Regions from separate parts of the Sus scrofa genome. Here regions 1 and 2 are each linked to region 3. Evidence: chromatin contacts called from public HiChIP or PLAC-seq data. All regions are on one chromosome and are shown on one strand. The core of a region is the stretch at or near the end of the contact, and the rest is flanking DNA. Distances in the headings are between cores, read along the strand shown.

Evidence for each region. HiChIP or PLAC-seq counts read pairs in DNA pulled down with a chosen protein or histone mark.
Region 1: an H3K27ac HiChIP or PLAC-seq map of alveolar macrophages shows a contact between it and region 3. The contact joins the promoter of CDK2AP2 here to the promoter of NDUFV1 in region 3. A contact is called at or near these places in 1 of 5 promoter capture datasets (fetal liver), 5 of 47 Hi-C or Micro-C datasets (alveolar macrophages, fetal liver, heart right ventricle and 2 more) and 1 of 2 datasets of contacts at active chromatin or transcription factors (alveolar macrophages).
Region 2: an H3K27ac HiChIP or PLAC-seq map of alveolar macrophages shows a contact between it and region 3. The contact joins the promoter of LOC100739508 here to the promoter of NDUFV1 in region 3. A contact is called at or near these places in 1 of 5 promoter capture datasets (fetal liver), 3 of 47 Hi-C or Micro-C datasets (blood, fetal liver and retroperitoneal adipose tissue) and 1 of 2 datasets of contacts at active chromatin or transcription factors (alveolar macrophages).

The regions. Positions count from the first base shown.
Region 1 is chr2:5,023,735-5,026,656 of Sscrofa11.1, reverse strand. CDK2AP2 (cyclin-dependent kinase 2-associated protein 2) reads right to left here and starts at 1,401. Exons shown (of 4, transcript XM_005660628.2): 1 at 191-1,401; 2 at 3-103. The coding sequence starts at 17.
Region 2 is chr2:5,007,782-5,010,724 of Sscrofa11.1, reverse strand. LOC100739508 (glutathione S-transferase P-like) reads left to right here and starts at 1,478. Exons shown (of 7, transcript XM_005660621.3): 1 at 1,478-1,745; 2 at 1,892-1,927; 3 at 2,364-2,470; 4 at 2,579-2,666. The coding sequence starts at 1,478.
Region 3 is chr2:4,962,758-4,965,636 of Sscrofa11.1, reverse strand. It overlaps NDUFV1 (NADH dehydrogenase [ubiquinone] flavoprotein 1, mitochondrial), which reads left to right and starts at 1,426. Exons shown (of 10, transcript XM_003122438.5): 1 at 1,426-1,637; 2 at 2,699-2,781; 3 at 2,854-2,879. The coding sequence starts at 1,566. LOC110259233 (a long non-coding RNA gene) reads right to left here and starts at 1,373. Exons shown (of 2, transcript XR_002341426.1): 1 at 1,148-1,373.

The DNA.
Region 1 (2,922 bases), core at 152-2,651, 61 kb before region 3:
ACCTGCACATAGCCCATGGAGGGCGGTCCAAAGTCGTTAAACAGAGGTCTGAAAGGAGCAGCAGCTCCCGGCACCGAGCCCGACGGCGATGGGACACTTCCAGCTGCAACAGGCGCGAGTGAGAGGTCAGCGCGGGGTAGGGACGCCTCGTCCCGGCGCTCCAAGCCCCGGACCAGATTCGCCCGATTACCTCCAAAGGGATGCTTGGCTTCACGCTGCTAAACTTCAGGACAAACCCCTCCCCCTGTGCTTCACCAACAAGCCCTACGTGACCACGCCCACATCACAGGCCAGTAAACTGAGGCTCAGCGAGGGTAGCCGGCAGGCCCACTACTGCAGAACTCAGGCCGTCCTCTCTTCGAGACCTCCACCGCCCGGACAGGCGAGCAGGGGTGGAGCTGGATCCTCACCTGTAGGGACCGGGGTGCCGGGCCCAGGGGTGCTGGAGCCCGGGGTGCTGCTGGGGGCGGGGGCGATGGGTTTGTAGGACATCCCCAACTCCTGGGTGCGGCAGACGCCGGCCGGCCGCTCCTCCCGGGTTGGCTGCCTGGCCGCTTAGCTGCGCTCTGATTGGCAAGCCGGCAGCACGCCCCTGGTAAATAGAGCTCAGGCCGGAAGGGCGGGCGGGCACGAAGGCTCCTTCACTCCTGATTGGTGCGCGAAGACGTCACTCGGGCCTTGTCATTGGCCGAGGCCGGCCCCAACAGGCCGCAACCGCTTCTGATTGGTCTCCGCCTTCCGGACCTCGCACCTGTCTGCTCCGGATTGGGTAGTGGTCGATGCCCTCCGCAATTGGCGAGTTCGCGGCCCGGGCCGGCGCGCTCTCAATCCGATTAGTCCCAAAACGCGAGAGGCGGAGCCTCGGAAGCCGGACCTGGGTCCGGTCCGCCGCGGTTCGAGCCCGGCGGGGCTTCCCGGGCGCGGTTGTCGTCCTCACGCCTCACTCACGTTGCTTTGTACGTCACCTTTCCGCTGCCGTCCCGGTTCAGCTGGGGCTGCTGTCGTCGCCGCCGTCGCCGCCGCTGCCGCGCGCGCGCGCGCGCCTTTCCGCCGCTCCGAGTGCGGGAGGACGCAGGGCTTTGACGTTCCCAGCCCTGCGCCCCACCCCGTGCGCTTTTACGTCACCTTTCACCGGTTCAACAACCTGTCCCCGACCCGCGCATGCGCCCTCTTAGGGCCTCGTTTGTTCCCATGGCAACGGACCCCTCACCAATGCTGCTGACACGCCTCTTCCTCGCAATTGCCTGGACCTCGGGTCCTGCCCCTCTTCCAACTACCTGGACCTCAACCTGCCCTCCTCCCCCAAGGCCCCACGCCGGTGCCCCATAATGATAATAGCGGGAACAGCTAATCTTAAATACTTACGGCATCCCGGGTTCTGTACCACGGACGGTCCTGGATCAGGGACTACAGCAGCATCTGGGGTCAGACTGATGGGTCTAATCGCACCCTCAGCCCCCACCCCCACTTGCCCTTGGGCAAGTTACCTCCCTAGGCCTCAACTTCCTCATCTGTGAAATGGGGACGCTAGGAACAACCATCTCCTAGGATTGTTGTGTGGATTAAACGAATAGTCATAAAATGCTTATGTTTCATTCTCCTCTTCCCTATCCATTTCTCTATCCAGACCCCTCTCCTCAAATCTCATTCCTCACAACCTGAGATCTTAGACTCTCCTCCAAACCGTAACCCTTTTTTCCCAGGCTACTTCTCAAAACCTCTCTGGCTTTGTGTACCGGTCATGTCCAGGACATTCATTCATTCGTTCATTCAGCAAACATTTTGATTCCATCCCCCATCTTCGGCTTTATGCTGGACACTGATATGGAAGTGAACTGGCCATGGCTTCTGTCCTCCAGGAGCTCCTAGTCTCAAGGAGAGACAGACAGGGAAGCAAAAGCACACAATGGACTAAGGCAATGTGGAGACTGGGACAGGGAGCATTGGAACTTAGGGGAAGTGTGACATCACAGAAGTTTTCCCAGAGAGGCACCACTCAACAGGTGAATGGACAGATAAACTGAGCAGTCGCCATACAATCAACTATTATTCAGCAATAAAAGGAAATCATCTATCTATAGCCTTGAAAAGATATAGACACAGTGCTGAGAAGCCAGTCTGAAAAAGCCACATACTGTATGATCCCAAATGTACGGCATTCCGCAAAAGGCAAATTGATACAGAAGGTAAAAAAAATGACTGGTTGCCAAGGGTGCTGGGGTGAGGGGGTGCTGGGTAGAGGGGGGAGGGGTAAAATTGAACAGGGGGAGCAGAGGGGATGGGGGGGCATGAAGTGATTATGTATGATGCTGTAATGGTACATGCAAGACCTTGACAGTTACCAAAGAGTAAACTTTTTCATTTAGAAGGTCAGGCGATCCGAGGGTGGAAAGCAGAATATGACAAAAGAATCTAGCTGTATTGCAAATGTAGGAACAGCCTCACTGAAGGGGGTGGGGGAATCAGGTGCTAATCTGGAAATCAGTGGAGTCTGGAGGAACAAAGACAAAAAGATCTGCACGTAAGCACTGGACCCTGGTTGATGACGCGGTTTCCCATGGGGGATGGGTTGACAATTCTGAAACCACTGCACACGTACACTGGAATTCAAAATTAAATAAGTGTAGAACGAATGGCTTCTCACTGTTGGAATGAGGAGTTACAGGTAGCAAGGGAAGGAGGTTAGAATAGTCCATGGGCTAATGGATTGGAGTTGGAGCTCTCAATAGGAGCTCATGTTTAGCTTGACATAAATACAGTTGGTTACATACAGAAATATTTTTTTCTTTCTTTTTACGGCCACACTCACGGCATATAGAAGTTCCCGGACTAGGGGTGGAATCAGAGCTGCAGCTGCTGGCTTACATCACAGCCACAGCAACACCGGATCTGAGCCACACCTGCAACCTACACCACAGCTTG
Region 2 (2,943 bases), core at 229-2,728, 45 kb before region 3:
ACAGAACAAGACCATAGGCTAGGCCTGGGGAGCCAGAGGACTGTGGGTAAAAGCGGCCACTGGAACACCATAGCATAGTGCCAGGCCGGCCTGGGGCAGCCTGCCAGGGACCCTGAGCTCGGTGGCTGGAGGGTGTGAGCTGGCAGGAGGCTGGCCACACTGGGTGTCTGTCCCTCTCCTGGGTCTGGGATGCTCGTTCACAAAAGAAGTGCATGAACCTCTCTGAGCCTTGCTGTCCTCTTCTGCATAATGGGAACAAGACTCCCTCCCTCCCAGGGCGTGGTGGAGATGAGACCATTTATAGGAAAGCTCTTTGTAAGCTGCTGGGCAGATGTTCCACCAGCGGTGGGTCAGGGAGAGAACCTAGCTCCGGTGCCACCTCCCCCACCCCCTCCCAGCCCCCAGCAGCTGTGGGCTCCGCTGAGGCTCAGGGAGGCCCCCGATTCGGCGTGCTGGGTGTCTGGCATGCTTTGCTGGCTACTTCCGCACCTGGGAAGGACACCTGTCCTCTTTGCTTGTGCCTCTGATGGGGAGACCAGGCTGAGAGGGGCCAGGCTCAGCCAGGCCCCAGTTCCTAAGGAAGACACTCACACCCACGGAGGACCCCCTACCCTCACCCCCGGCACCCTGAAGGACAATCAGGAGCACGGGGCTGGGGCTACAGGTGGGCCTGCAGGGAGGCAGGGAAACCCTCCCAGGTCCAGGAGGGCCTGCTTATTCCAGTCCCTTTTCTTTCCAGCCACGGGAAGCCCCAGGCTCAGCCAGTATTTTAAGGGTACAGAGCTCAGACTCAATCAAAAATGGTTTGGAGCGGAGTTCCCGTCATGGCGCAGTGGAAACAAATCTGACTAGGAACCATGAGGTTGCAGGTTCGATTCCTAGCCTTGCTCAGTGCGTTAAGGATCCAGCGTTGCCTCGAGCTGTGGTGTAGGTCGCAGACACGGCTTGGATCCCATGTTGCTGTGGCTCTGGCGCAGGCCGGCGGCTACAGCTCCGATTTGACCCCTAGCCTGGGAATCTCCATATGCCATGGGAGTGGCCCTAGGAAAGGCAGAAAGACAAAAAAATAAAATAAAAAAATAAAAAAGTTTTGGAGAAGGCCAAGGGTTCCTTCAAGGCCTTGCAGAAGGGAAGAAAACAAGGGTTAAAACTGAGGCCCCTGATGCCAACCAGACGTTGTGACCTCCGGAAAGTCACTCAGTGCATGGGGTTCCTCCGCTGTAACATGGAATCAGAACAGGATCAAGTCTTAGGGTTGCAATATCTGTAAAATTCTCAAGGCAGCCCTCAGTCCCCAAGGCTCGGCTGTTATTATCAAGGAGAAGCCATGTGGAAATGGATATTTATTAAAATTGCATGCATTCGAGCCAAAAAGCATTTATGAAGCACCTGCTGTGTGCTGGTGCTGAGGCGCTCAGTCCTGACCCTCTGTGGACGCTCTGTGAGGATGCGGCGTGTTCGGATGCGGCGTGTTCGGATGCGGCGTGTTCGGATGCGGCTAGGGACTAGGGACTGGGTGTTGCTAAGTCTGGATGCCTCCGGTAAAGCCGCCGGCCTGCAGGCGGGGTGCATCCCCGCAGCGAGCAGGTGCGCCCCTCCGGCTCTGCCTCCCAATCAGCCGCACCAGAAAGGCTGCGTGACTTGGCACATTCCCAGGGTGGAGCGCCGGGGGTGGAGCAGGACGGTAAATATAAGGCCTCCGGGTCCTCCCCACTTCCTGCCACACTTGCCCGCCGCCGCCGCCAGTGAGTAGCTTTGGGGCCGGGTCGGGGGCGGGGCCTGGCTGAGCCACCCCTTCTGCTGGGGGTCTGACCCCCCGGGTCCGGGGAGGGGGTGTGGGGGGTCCTCCTTCATCGTCCGTCCGGTCTGTCTGTCTGTCCGTCTCTCCTAGTGCCGTCTTACACCATCGTCTACTTCCCGGCCCGAGGTGAGGTCCCTGCTCCTTCAGGAGGGCGAAGGGCACAGGCCGGACCTCCGGGCTGCAGCCGGTGCTCGGGGCTCGGCCCTGGACCACAGGCCAATGAAGCCGGTCGCCGCGGGCGGGGCCAAGATCGCGGAACCTCCCAGACCCGCTTTCCCCGCGGCTGCATCCTCTCGGCTGCATCGTCTGTGCGCTTTACTTCATCCGTCTCTGGTCCCTTCCTGGCGCACTGTGGGCCGGGTCTCGCCTTTGTCCCCTCTCGCCAAGACACTGTTGGGGCCTTGGGCTCCACTCTTTCTGGCCAGTTCATCTCCGCAGCAGGCTCAGAAGCTAGAGTTTCTGTCTTGTCCCCACGCCCAGTTCCCACACTGCTGACTCCCCCAGAGCCCTGCAAGGCTGGGGTCTCTGCCCGGCCGCGCTACCCCATCGTCCCCTCCCCCAGGACGCTGTGAGGCCATGCGCATGCTGCTGGCTGACCAGGGCCAGAGCTGGAAGGAGGAGGTGGTGACCAAGGAGACCTGGCTCCAGGGCCCACTCAAGGCCACCTGCGTGAGTGACCTCACCCAGGCAGGGGCAGGTGCTGGGCCTTTGGAGGGAGACCCTAGGGTGGGAGGTGGCAAACTCGGCATCCCCCCCACCGATCTGTGCTTCTCCCAGCTGTATGGGCAGCTCCCCAAGTTCCAGGACGGAGACCTCACCCTGTACCAGTCCAATGCCATCCTGCGCCACCTGGGCCGCTCCTTGGGTGAGTCCTGAGGTCGAAGGCAGCCCAGTCCAGAAAAGTGCCTGACAGGTCACGCTGAGATGTCCTGGGGCTTTGAGCTGCTGCCACCAGCCCCGCGGCCGGAAGGCAGGCCAGATGGCCCTTGAAGAAAGGGCCAGGCCTGGGTTAGGAGGCCTCTGGGTCATAGGGCTGGGGCTGCCAGTCCCCCGAGGCAGGGGCCATCCAGCCCTGGCTAGCCCCCAGCCAGGCAGTGCCTCGTAGGTTCACTGCGCCTGTTTCCTGGATGACAGCTCAGAGC
Region 3 (2,879 bases), core at 177-2,676:
TGTGGGCCCTGATTTTTTTTTTTTTTCATGTAGAAAATGGAGTTTGAGTTCCCTTTGTGGCTCAGTGGTTAACGAACCTGACTAGGATCCATGAGAATGCCAGTTCAATCCCTCACCTTGCTCAGAGGGTTAAGGATCTGGTATTGCTGTGAGCTGTGGTGTAGGTTGCAGACGCGGCTCGGATCCCGAGTTGCTGTGGCTGTGGCATAGGCCAGCAGCTGTAGCTGTGATTCGACCCCTAGCCTGGGAATTTCCACATGTTGCAGGTGTGGCCCTAAAAAGCAAAAAACAAAAAACAAAACAAACAAACAGAGAAAGAAAGAAAAGAAAATAGAAAATGGAGTTGATACTATCCACCAAGACTACTGTGGGGAATATATGAGAAAACAAAGTCACATTCCTTTGTAAGCAGCACATTTCTGGAGACCTACGGATAATTACAGGACAAGAGACTTGAGGATGTGGGGGGGAGACCGGAAAGGACATGCTAACCATAGGCCTCAGAGCCAAAGGGTTTCAGAGGACTGACAAAGAGTAAGTCAGGCTTCAAGGATTCAAGAGAAGGCAAAGAACTGTGGACCTTCTCAGGTCACAGGAGCATGGAGGATGGTGGTGGTGCAGGGGACAGAGACGCCCTAAAGCCCCCAAAGGAAGAAGCCTTGGTAGGATGGGGCATGATGTGGCCTGGGCCTGACCCTGCAGGGGATGGGCAAAGTCCTTAAATGCCAGGTTATGGCCTGGCTGAGAAGGCAGTGGGGGGCACGCCGGGATTTTGACCAGAAGCGCCAAGTGCCAAACTCTCCTGATGTGGACTGAAGGAACGGCTGGCAGAATTTAGCAGCATGAGAAAGAGGACGTGCCACCCACTGACCATCTCCACCCTCTGGGCCGCAACCCCAACCTACTTAGGACTCCAGCTAGACACACCTCCTCTGGAGAGACCTCCGCCAGCAGCCCCTGCCTGCCCTGGAGCGGCCCCGTTCCTTGTGGCTAAAGAGCAATCCTTCCCTGAGCCCAGGGGTGCTCGTCGTGGGTGAGGGGCAAAAATCACAGACGCGCATTCATGAGGGTCGGGCTGTAACCGATCAGATTTCTCCTCCTCCCCTCATACACCTGTGCATACCACGGAGCACACAAAATGCGGAACCTGTAGAAAGTAGAAAACACCAGAATCCAGCAGAAGGTGACATGCGTGGTTTGTTCACAGGGAGGCCGAAAGATCTGAGGGTCCCGGGCGAATGTGAAAAAGCAGAGCAGGAGAGGAAGAGATTAATCGCCAGCCCCGCGGAGGTAGAAAGGACAGCCTCGCCGACGTAGAAAAGTACACAGAACTGCATCTCCCAGCAGCCTCAGCGCCAGACAGGCCACTTCCGGCCTCTCCGCCCTCCTACGAGGAGGCGGGGCCAAGGGCGGGGGTGCGAGCGGCGCAGGGAAGCTTGGGCGCGCCGCCGGCGCCCTGGCGCGTGACGTTCTTCCTGTGCGCCGCCTAGCGTCTCGGTCGCGCCGGTTCCTCAGCCTCAGAGCTGTGAAGGTGACAGCGGGAGGTGACCAGGTTGGCTCCCGCGATGCTGGCGGCACGGCGATTGCTCGGCGGGTCGCTCCCCGCGCGAGTATCTGTGCGTTTCAGCGGCGACACGGTGAGGCCCAGCTTGGCTTGGGCCAGGAGTGCTCGCGGGCCGGGTCTCGCGGCCGCACCTGTGCGCGCGCCTTTCCTGGGGGCTGTTAGTGCTTTCTGGACAAACCCTCATCTTCCCAGCCGGGTGGAAGGATGCCGATCCTGCCTGGGTGTAGAAGGGGAACAGGGACAAACGGGAGGCTGATACACCCCCGCCCCCAGCCCTTGGCTTCCCTTATATAATAGGGGCGCGACCTAGCAGAACATTTTGCAGGCGGCATCGCGTCCTTGGGCCATTCCTTCCTCGCCACAACCTTGTAGGGCGTGAAGGTGCCATTGCCCCATTTTACAGATGCAGAAAAGATCGGCATCTTTGGAGAGGGACTTGCGCCTCTTCATTCCTTCTTCAGCGCTCTGCTCCTTATATTGTTTTTTAAGGCGATGGGTGTTGGGAAGCCTGGTCCCCTTAGCCTTCAGCTGGGTCATATGGAATTCCAGACCTCATCTCTCCACAGTTTTATCCCGAGCAGACCTCCCTCTGTCATTTTGTGTCCCAGCCCCAGTGAGGCATTTCTTTTCCTTCAGAAAACACATTTTGTTTCCAGCAAAGTTGAGTGATGTAAGACTTTGGCCTAACCAAGTTTTGGTCCAGTGGCACGGCCAGACCAGTAAATGGACATGACATCACATTGGGACCAGGGAGGTAGTGCGGTGCTGTGGTTTAGGGGTGGGCTTTGGCCATGTCCAGACCTGAGCTTAGATTCCTCTGCTGCTTTGGGGTGTGGGCCCTTCCATAATTCCATTTTGCTCTGAGCCTCAGTTTCCTCTTCTATAAAATGGGAATCATTCCCATCTCAGAGTTATGAAGATACAATGGGCTTTGGATATAAGTTGCTTAGCCTTGTGCCTGCTCACGGGAAGTGGTGGTGGTAGCTACAATGCTGCGAAGGGTTCTAAGGCTTAGGTCCCCACCCTCCTCCCAGCCCAGCCCTATAATCAGGGACACCCAAGAATCTGTACCTTCTGACCTGGCGCCTGTGACCTCAGAGCTCTGCTGAGCCTGCTGACCCTCTGTGTCCCCAGACAGCGCCCAAGAAAACCTCATTTGGCTCGCTGAAGGATGAAGACCGGATCTTCACCAACCTGTATGGCCGCCATGACTGGAGGTAGGATGGTGCCCTTAGGCTGGTGGGTCCCAAGGCAGGGCCTCCCCTCACTGCCTTACCCACTCTGTCCAGACTGAAAGGTGCCCAGAGCCGCGGTG